Linked DNA regions of Sus scrofa: region 1 is linked to region 2. The links are chromatin contacts, called in public HiChIP or PLAC-seq maps. All regions are on one chromosome and are shown on one strand. The core of a region is the stretch at or near the end of the contact, and the rest is flanking DNA. Distances in the headings are between cores, read along the strand shown.

The links. HiChIP or PLAC-seq counts read pairs in DNA pulled down with a chosen protein or histone mark.
Region 1: an H3K27ac HiChIP or PLAC-seq map of skeletal muscle shows a contact between it and region 2. The contact joins two enhancer-like sites. A contact is called at or near these places in 1 of 47 Hi-C or Micro-C datasets (skeletal muscle) and 1 of 2 datasets of contacts at active chromatin or transcription factors (skeletal muscle).

The regions. Positions count from the first base shown.
Region 1 is chr1:264,228,099-264,233,301 of Sscrofa11.1, forward strand. No RefSeq gene overlaps it. Among named protein-coding and RNA genes, the nearest start is that of STRBP, 35 kb to the left of the region's middle. Within about 2 kb of position 2,538, at least 2 of the 83 cell types and tissues checked have an H3K27ac peak or open chromatin away from gene starts, as enhancers often do. A contact at or near this core is called in skeletal muscle, where this site is marked.
Region 2 is chr1:263,993,053-263,998,283 of Sscrofa11.1, forward strand. RABGAP1 (rab GTPase-activating protein 1) reads left to right here. Exons shown (of 26, transcript XM_021074563.1): 16 at 1,539-1,664; 17 at 2,267-2,410; 18 at 4,256-4,297; 19 at 4,542-4,670. Among named protein-coding and RNA genes, the nearest start is that of GPR21, 42 kb to the left of the region's middle. Within about 2 kb of position 2,014, at least 14 of the 83 cell types and tissues checked have an H3K27ac peak or open chromatin away from gene starts, as enhancers often do. A contact at or near this core is called in skeletal muscle, where this site is marked.

The sequences.
Region 1 (5,203 bases), core at 1,288-3,787, 240 kb after region 2:
ATTTTTGTCTTTTTGCTATTTCTTTGGGCTGCTCCTGTGGCATATGGAGGTTCCCAGGCTAGGGGTCGAATTGGAGCTGTAGCCCCTGGCCTACGCCAGAGCCACAGCAACGCGGGATCCGAGCCGCATCTGCAACCTACACCACAGCTCACGGCAACGCCGGATTGTTAACCCACTGAGCAAGGGGCAGGGACTGAACCCGCAACTTCATGGTTCCTAGTCAGATTCGTTAACCACTGCGCCACGACGGGAACTCCTGTTGAGGGCTTATTGTGTGCTAGACTCTGATCTAAATTCTTTCTGTGTGATGACATTTAAGCTACACGGCCACCTCGGAGGAAGGTGCTGTCATCGTCTCCAAGGGACAGAGGAGGCATCCAAGCCCAGAGGACTTAAGGCACTTGCCCTGTGCCCCTCGGCTCGAAGTGGTCCAGTGCGGAATGACTGGGGGGACCTTCCCTGGTCCCTCAGGAGCGCCACACCTGCACAAGCCAGGGGAAAAGGGAGACTCAGCTGGCCCAGGGCCCCTGCATGCTGCCTTGGGCTAGCAAACCGTCTTCCTGGAGGATTGGAGGATGGTGAGAAAAGAAAACAAAGGAGGCTGCAGAGAGGGGCCGGAGCTCGGAGCCTGCCCTCCTGAGAACCTGCCCGGATCTCAGGTTGGTGAAGGTGAGTGCGGGGTCCTGGGAGGAGCAGCCCAGGTGGGTGTGAAGGGTGTCAGGTCACATGACAGTTGTGGCAACAGTCTCTCCCAGCCAGACAGCCCCTTACAGGTTTCTAAGCTGTTCCTTAGCTGCGATCTCATGTCCTCTTCAGGATCCCTTGCTCCAACCCCAGTGACACGGGAAAGCATGCGTTCAACACATCTGCCCAGGCTCACAACCAGAGCTGGGACTTCAAATTAGGTGTGTGTGACCCTGAGTGCACTGCTCTTTCCATGGCCTCTTAGTCCTCAGTCAAGGTGCAAATCAAGCTTGTTCTCCTTGAGGGAGGAGGAAAGGCAGTGGGGAGCCAATGTTGTTAAGTCAGGCTCTCGGTTTGTACCAGAAAAATCTCATTCCACCCTCATCACCGCCTTATGAGAAAAGGATCATTGGAATTCCCATCCTGGCTCAGCAGAAAATGAAACTGACTAGTATCCATGAGGACGCAGGTTCGATCCCTGGCCCTTGCGCAGCAAGTTAAGGATTCCGCATTGCCATGAGCTATGGTGTAGGTTGCAGACACAGCTCAGATTTGGCATTGCCGTGGCTATGGGGTAGGCCAGTGGCTACGGGTCCGATTCAACCCCTAGCCTGGGAACCTCCATATGCCTCAGGTGCCACCCTAAAAAAAAAAAAAAAAAAAAGGATCATTATCCCCTTTCCAAGTTGGACAAAACTGAGGCCCAGAGAGGTTAAGCAACTTAGTCAAAGACACACAGCATGGAATCGAAGAGCTAGGATGAGTGTCCAGTTTGAAATGGCTAAAATGTAAAATCTAGCAAGCAGATAGGAGAAGCCACCGACAGGAGTGTAAATTAAGTTTTGACAAGTTGGGTATGCCAACTGCACTGTTTACCTACAACCTCCGAATCTACATGCACTTCATTCCAGAGATGCCTCACAGCACAGAACCGGAGGCAGGCTGCCTGAGAGACCTGCAACACAGGCAATTCACCCTACAGCAGGCGTGAAGCACAGAGCCAAGGTCATAAGCAGATGACACCCACTGAGACGGCTGAACGGCTGGCTGCAGGCATAGTGGTCCCTAAGGCTTGAGCCGGAAATGATGCTAAGGCTCTTGTGCAGCAGTCCCTGGGGGCTAGGCATGGGCAGAGATGCACAGGGCCATCTCAGAGGACAAGAAAGGATTTTATTAGCCGCTGAAATCTCAACTGTTTCATGAAATTTCATTTGGCCTCTAGGGAAAAGAACTAGCTGTGATCCAACAAGGGCAAAAGCACAGATGCGGGGGGGAAAAAAAAAAACCCTCATCTCTTAAAAATGCAAAGGCTTGAAGGTGCTTTCCAGAGATTTCACTGAGATAAATTCCGTGGTGAAAGAGACATCCGTTCAGAAAGGAAGAACGCTTCGTGGGAATCACAGGGCAGGTTTAAGAAAGATGTTTTTCTCGGAAATATGAGAGTGAACTTGCAGTGACTGTTCAAGTTAGCTTCTAAGGAGAGCTAGAATTCTCCTTATTACATTAGAAAGGTTTGGAATTAATAGGGAATCCACCATGCAGTTAGGGCGGAAGGCACAGAGCAAAGACCAAAGGTATTTAAAAATTAAAGACCAAAGGCTACAATTGTATTTTATCTTTGCAGTTTCCCAAACACACGCACGTCTATTACACCACACGATCTACGCTACCCTGATGCAGCAGAAGAGTGGCCAGCATTACACGTTTTCTTTCTTTCTTTAAAAAAACACAAAAACACAGCTTTTTGGAGCTATAATTCACATACCATACAGTTCACTCGTTTAAAGCGTACAGTTCATTAGTTTTTAGTCCATGCACAGAGTTGTGCAACCACCACTATCTAATTTCAGAACACTCTCGAAAATAAACCCTGTATCCATTAGCAGTCATTCCAAATTCCTTCTTTCTCCCAGCCCCTGGCAACCGCTAATCTACTTTCTGTCTCCATGGATTTACCTATTCTAGACATTTCCCATTAATGGAATCATACACTCTGGGGTGTTAATGGGTTGAATTGGGTCTCCCCCCACATCCATATGTTGAAGTTCTAACCCTCAGTCTCTCAGAAAGTGACCCTCTTTGGAAAGAGAGTTGTTGCAGATGTAACTAGTTACAATGAGGTCTTTAAGGTGTGCTCTGGTCCAACATGACTGGTGTCCTTATAAAAAGGGAACGTTTCGATACCCTGTGAAGATGAAGGCAGAGATCCAGGTGATGCTTCTACAAGCAAAGGAACACCGAAGATGGCCAGCAAGACGGCAGAAGCCAGGAGACGTCCTCAGAAGTAAGAAAGGCTGCCGACACGTTGACCCTGGACTTCTGGCTTCCAGAACTACAAGATGATAAATTTCTCTTATGTAAGCCATCCAGTTGTGGCACTTTATCATGGTACTTTATTACTATGGCAAACTAACACACATGGTTTGTTTTTTGTTTTTTGTTTTTTGCTTTTTAGGGCTGTGGCATATGGAGGTTCCCAGGCTAGGGGGCGAATCCCAGCTACAGCTGTTGGCTTACACCACAGCCACAGCAATGCCAGATCTGAACTGTGTCTGTGACCTACACCACAGCTCACGGCAACACGGGATCCTTAACCTACCGAGTGAGGCCAGGGATCGAACCTGCAACCTGATGGTTCCTAGTCAGATTCATTTCCACTGCGCCACGATGGGAAGGCCCACTTGTGGTCTTTAGAGACTGGCTTCTTTCACTTAGCATAATGTAGCCAAGTTTCATCCATGTCGTAGCATGTATCAGAACTTCAACATGCTGATGACCAAATAATACTCCATTCTATGGATTTTATTTTATTTATTTTTACAGCCACATCCATGGCATATGGAGGTCCCTGGGCCGGGGACTGAGCCCTAGCTGCGGCCACACCAGATTCTTTTACCCACTGCACCAGGCCAGAGATTGAGCTCATGCCTCCACAGCAACCTGAGCGGCTGCAGTCAGATTCTTAACCCACTGCCACAGCGGGAACTCCCATTATACCCAATTTTATCATATCGCTAGAAACAACATTTATCCATTCTTCAGTTGATGGAATTTGGGTTTCATTTGCTGTCGTGAAAAATGCTGCTACGAACATTCAAGTACAAATTTTCATGTAGACATGTTTTCATTTCTCTGGGGCGTAGACATATTTCTCTGTTCCAGCTGCAGAAACTGAGGCCCCATGAGGTGACTTGCCCAAAGCTACCAGCTAGCACATGGAAGAACTGTCCCTTCCAATCCAGGTGTCTTTGATTTCAAACACAGAGGTCTTTCAGCTATCTTAGGCTACACACACTCACACTCATGCAAATTCGCTCATACCTACACATCGCACAAGCACAAACGATGCTCAAAGTTCTTTGAGCCCGCTGATTTGTCCCAAGTGCAGAAGTTCAGCAAAAGCAATCAAACAGAAGTGGTGCGCTGCTGAGGGAGCTAGGAAACTTCCAAAGAATAAATAAGTAAGGACATTGATTTGAATATCACCGAGGGAAAGCCCAAAAACATTTAAAGGAGTATAAAGAGGTTAGTGGAGAGCAAATGGCTCAAATGTGGCCTTCAGTAGCATGCACACACTGCTATTGATTGCGACGAGGAGATTTCTGGAAACAAATGCACTTTACCAGAAGAATAGTATGCCAGTCAAAGATGTTTATGTGAAGAGAGCCGCATTTGAAATCTGTACAGGGCTCTGCCCTCACCATCCAGTTACTCAGCGCGGGCGGGAGCAGCTTACATAAGCAAACTTGCTTACGATGGATGGAGCGAGTGCAGGAAGATTTGATTTCACCGTTTCTGTGAGTGAGCAGATCAGAAGCTATTCTGAGCAGCCTCAAAGGAAAAGCGCCAGAAATCATAAATAAAGAAGTAGTCAGGCATGTCCAGTGGCCATATCAAATGGGACATTCCTGCAGAATGTGTGAACATGGTGTCTTTCAAAAAAGACTCTTAAAAAAAGAAAGAAAAGAAAGAGAGAAAAGAAAATACCTTAGTAGCTGGTGACAATGGCATTCGCTACAGTTAAAACCTAGCAGAAGTGACCTGGGACATAAAGAAAAAAGTAGCGGAGTTCCCGTCATGGTACAGCGGAAACGAATTCGACTAGGAACCATGAGGTTGCAGGTTCAATCCCTGGCCTTGCTCAGTGGGTTAGGGATCCAGCGTTGCCATGAGCTGTGGTGTAGGTCGCAGATGCGGCTCGGATCCTGTGTTGCTGTAGCTGTGGCGTAGACTGGTGGCTGTAGCTCCAAGTCAGCCCCTAGCCAGGGAACCTCCATATGCTGTGGGTGTGGCCTTAAAAAGCAAAAAAAGCAACAACAACAACAACAAAAAAACCAAAAAAAGCAAAAAGTAGCGTATGGAGGAGGGCAAGATTCAGCTTTTCAGCTTAACACATATTTTTGACACTCTTGGTGCCTGTCATTCTGGCCCCACTGTTCTCAAGTCCCTCACCCCGCTTTACTTTTTCATACTTTCTTATTGCTTCCTGAGCATCTATTATAAATTTACTTGCTTATTG
Region 2 (5,231 bases), core at 764-3,263:
TTAAGCCATGCTTTTGTAAATGGTAATACAAGTAAAACAAAACCACTTTGCATCTTCTTACTGTGAACCTAGCTTGTTGGTATTGGTAGGCATGCAAAATTTAGGTAAAGCTATGCTATTAATAAAGAGGTCACTTTTTTTTTCTCAGCTTTATTTATGTATCATTGACAAAAGTTGTGTGTGTGTGTAGTGTATAATATGATTTGATATACTATACATTGTGTGATGATTTTCACAGTCCAGCTAATTAACATATCCATCAAGAGATCATGTTTTCAGATTTTGTTGTTTTAATCAGAACTTCTATCTCAGAGTCTCACAAGCCTGTGTGGTTTGTTTTTGTTTTCAACTTCAGTCCAAGGATATTTATCTCTGTTTAAAGTATCACAGCCCTTTTAAAATGGGTTTCCCAATCAAATCCCCAGTGTCTTGGTTTGAGCTCTATGCTGCTTGCCATTGTGTTAAAATAAGTGCCCGTTTCAGAGTAAAAGGGCAGATGTGCCACCTAACGTCGGCGATGCCACTCTGGCCAGACCAAGTCTCCCTCAGCATGTGGAAGAGTGAAGCTGCCTTCCATGATAAAGACCTCAGAGGTCTGGTCCTTTGACCCAAATGCCCTTACCTTTCTAATAATCATTGGTTACCCTTTTCGCATTTGTTACTTAGTCTGATTTGCTCTTTAGCTCTGCTTTATTCTCAGTGATTTCTTTGCTCAGCCCACCTCCATCATCTGGTTCAACAGAAGCCCGCCCGCCTTCGTGACAGTTGGAAGGCTTGCTACAGTCACACCATGCCTTAAATAATGTTTGTAGTGCCTTTTTTTCTATTTTGAAAACTAGGCATTTTTCCAGGTTCTCAGGCAAATATTTTTCCATAAAGCTATGGACGATTAGGTATTATTATAAGTGAGTAACGTCTGTAAATAGACATGAAGTGAAGTAGCTTTTGGAAGTATTTTAGGTCTTACTGCATGTATTATTACTATAGTACTTTAAGAATTACTTCAAACCTTAGAATATGTAAGGTTCTTCTGTATCTAGCCATGTTTTTAGCATGAAGAAAGAATGAGGAAGAAAAACATTTTTACTAAAATGAAGTAACAGCTAAGGAGGTTAAATGATTCAACAAAGGTCTCATAATTTGGGAAAGATGAAGCATACACTTGAGTATCATATCAGCCTGTTCCCACTCAGTTCAAATCCTGTCTTCCCAGCAAAGCCTATTCCTGGCTCCGTCAGGCAGATGCAGGCTTTCTTGTTTCTTCTGTTCCCACAGATCTTTCTTTTTCGTTTTACATTTATTGTATACTGGTTGTGTGGAAGAACAGGAATATTGTCTGACATAGAGTAGACTTTGTTAAGTGTTTCTTGGTTGAGTCAGTGAAATGTTACAAAACACAGCTACAGGTCTGAGTTACTGCATATCTCTACATTCCTAGTCCTTCAGAGTTCAGAGTTGAAGGGCGACTTTAACAGTGAGAAAACTTAACAACGTATGTTTGTGATTCTTCCCCTTCCCCGCTTCCCTATCTGTTACAGATGCCTGAGGAACAGGCATTCAGCGTTCTGGTCAAGATCATGTTTGACTATGGCCTCAGGGAACTTTTCAAGCAAAACTTTGAAGATTTGCATTGCAAATTTTACCAGTTGGAGCGCCTCATGCAGGTAAAAAGAGAATCCGGCTTGCATTTACTACAGGAGTACAGGACTAAGAATGGGGTGATGAAATGATGCCAAGGAGCAGCCGTGGATTTCCTTGGCCGTCCAGGAAAGGACAGATTTTATGTTTTTCATTTCTCACTGTGTAGTGATGACGCCAAGATTAATAAGGTGTTAACTAATGGGTGTGAGCTGGTTTTCAATCTCATAAACACCCAAAAGATCAGATAACTTTGTAGGAGCCTTTAACCACAGCAAACTCGGTCAAGAAATATTCACCAAGGCTCTGAAGCTGACTGGTTAGGAATCTCGTAACAAAAGCGAAACGAACATTCCCAAACATTGCATAACTTGGAAAGAAAAACTGTCCTTCCAAATATTTGTCACCATTTTGGGGATTCCTCTTTAGAGCTGCTTTATGGACTGGAAACGAGAGCTGAGTGCCAGGTTAATAGCAGATGATAAGTGTTCTTCTGAGCACTTTGGCAGTTTCGGGATAAACACAAGAATGTGACTTTCTTAGCCTATTTCTGGCAGATTTATGAGCCTCCTTAGTGGGAGTTAAACAGCTGCATATGTGCCCCAAACTAATTAGTTTGCTATTTCAGGAATACATTCCTGACCTGTACAACCACTTCTTGGACATAAGTCTTGAAGCACACATGTATGCCTCCCAGTGGTTTCTTACGCTCTTCACCGCAAAATTCCCTCTCTACATGGTCTTCCATATCATCGACCTGCTTTTATGTGAGGTATGTATAAGAGGCACCGCACTTTGGCTGTCGTTTGTAGGGTTCTTCCTCTGTCAGTTCTGTTGAAGATAGAATTTGTTCTTTTCAGTTATTACTGGAAAATTCAGGCTTAAGTGACTTTTCCTTGGGCGGAAGCTAGTAAGTGTATTTTGTTCAAGGTTCTCTCTGCTGAAAAAAGAAACATGGCAGGCATTTGTATTCGTTTATATTAGGCTTGGCTGCATTGAATAAATCCAAAATAATAAATCCAAAATAACAGTGACTAATTAAAGTAGAGGTTTATTTTTCTTTTCTCGTGTAAAACAAATCAGAAGGTTGGCAGTAACATGCCTTCCTCAGAGTACGACTTACTGCTGATTAGAGCTCCAGCCACCATCTATCTGTGTATTTAAGCTACAAGGTTTAGGGGTCGGGAGAGGGTGCATCCCCTCTTTTTAAGGAAATTTCATGGATGTTCCACCTGTCTTTCCATTTAACCTCTTCTTGGCCAGAACTTAGGTACATGATGTTACCTTGTGGCAAGGGAAAGTTTTTATCTTTGAGCTATATAGAGATATGCTAAAACTTAGGGGTCTGTTACTGAAAGAAAATAGATGTTATAGTAAATAACACTCTTTGCCTCAGCATAGTTTTGAATTTTGGGCTGTGTTTGTGTGTGTGTGTGTGCGTGCACGTGTGCACCTAAGCAGAAAAAACAATTTCCAAAAAAAAGAAAAGTTTGTTATAAAAACTATAGAACGTGTAAGCAAAAAGATTTTAAAATACTTCTAATCCTGCTATCTAGAGGGTAAGTACTTTTTTAGCCTTTTTTGTGTGTGTTCATATATGTTTATGTGTAATTTCTATATGGAATAGTTTTTTCGTATGGAGTATTAATGTAATAATGTATATTATGGTTTTATATATATATAAATACATAAAAATATGATTATGCTATTTGGTAACATCTTTTAATTTCTTGCATTCGAATATTAATAGACACGTACACATATATAGCATCCTTATTTTTTAATGATTCCATATTCAAAACATACAAAGATCCATTAAGAAATTTATATCTTCTCCCCAGCTTGAAACATAAGAAATAGCATTACCAAAGTACTGTTATTCTTAACTTACTGCCAAGTATTCCATTCTTTCGATATTTTGTATATACTGTACTTTATTTAACCAGTTCCTAATTTCAAACCTTTGTCTCATTTTTCACTATTATGAGCAACCGTTTGTTATGTAGTTACTATGGGCCTTGGTAGCATGCTAAGGGATTTACATAAGCTTTTCAACTAGCAAGCTCAGAAAACCCTTGGGAGAATATTGGTTATGGAAACTGAGTCCCAGAAACTTTACAAGTTTAACTTGGTCAGCAGATGTTAGTGCCTCCCCTCATCAGACCTTTGCCCCGCCACTCCTGGAATGATTAGATGAAGAAAGGCAGACTGGAGGGAACTCTGAGATTCCAGCTCTGGGGCGGAGGGCTGATGACACAGTGCGGGTTGTGCCTAGAGTGAAGCAGCACAGCATGCAGAAAGAGCCCCCAGGAGCTCTTTCCTGATAGATCACAACTTTTGACTCAAATGTTTTAGTTTGGAAGCATAGAATACTTTGGAAAGCATTCTTGAATGTGAGAGTAGATCTAAAAATAAGCTGTTCTCTCAGAAAAATGGGAGACTGGGTCTACTTTGCATGGTTTTTCAGTGGTGGGTGGTTTTTACTCTCTAAGATATTTTCAAGCTGTGCCATTTCTTAAGTTTTTAAATGTATCTAAAATTATGGGGTGTTCTGAGACAAACAGCCTAATAATCCAGACATAAACCCTTACAGTGTTTTCTGTGTTTTCTCTTTTAGGGAATAAGCGTCATTTTTAACGTCGCCCTTGGATTATTAAAGGTACTCATTTAGTTATAAGCTGGGTTGTCTGGCCCCCCTTGCAGGGTCTTGGTCTCAAGCTCATTCTGAGCAGCCACTGTGCCCTGGCTTTGTTCCTGACAGTGGACATGTGCAAGTGGCTCTGGCCGAAGCTACGAAGTACCTGCCGGGGCCATAACGATGCTGGGATTATAAAATGCCTCTTGGGCACCTTCCTAGCGAAAACCTTTTTCTGTGCATGGTTGTCTTTTCTCCTTTCTTCCAGACTTCCAAAGATGACTTGCTGTTGACAGACTTTGAAGGTGCCTTGAAGTTCTTCAGGGTTCAGCTTCCTAAGAGATATCGCTCAGAAGAAAATGCAAAAAAACTAATGGAATTAGCTTGCAACATGAAGGTAAAATAATTTTTGCATTAATTTTGATTCTTTTGTTCAATTGATGTCTCACTCTTCCTGATCAAACTATCAATATTTATAATACATTAACGTTTTGTTTCGTATTGTATAATTTTCTAAACATTTTCATGTATATTACATCCTGTGAATTAAATCTTACTGCCTTCTCCAGCCTTTGAACCATGGAAGGGTATTATTATCCCCATTTTGAAGATAAACCCAAATAAAAAAGTTGTAACCCCTTAGCGTTTTATATGTTATAGCTCGTTAGTGGCTGAACTCAGCTTTCATGATTTCTTTGTGCTGTCCTTGAACTTTAAGTATTTGTCGTTGTGTCAGAAATTCCCTAGAATGAAACTAATAATATAATACATGAAGGAAACCCATTCAATTTTTTTTTATCACTTCCAATGGAGCAAAATGATTTGTGTCATTTTTTAAGGTAAAAAATATAGAATCTCCTTGTGTTCATTTGATGATAAAGTTTTGTTTTTAAAGAAGAAAATAGTACTTGAGGGAGTTTAATCGGGAATTCGAAGGGTGGAGTCAAATGAGAAACAG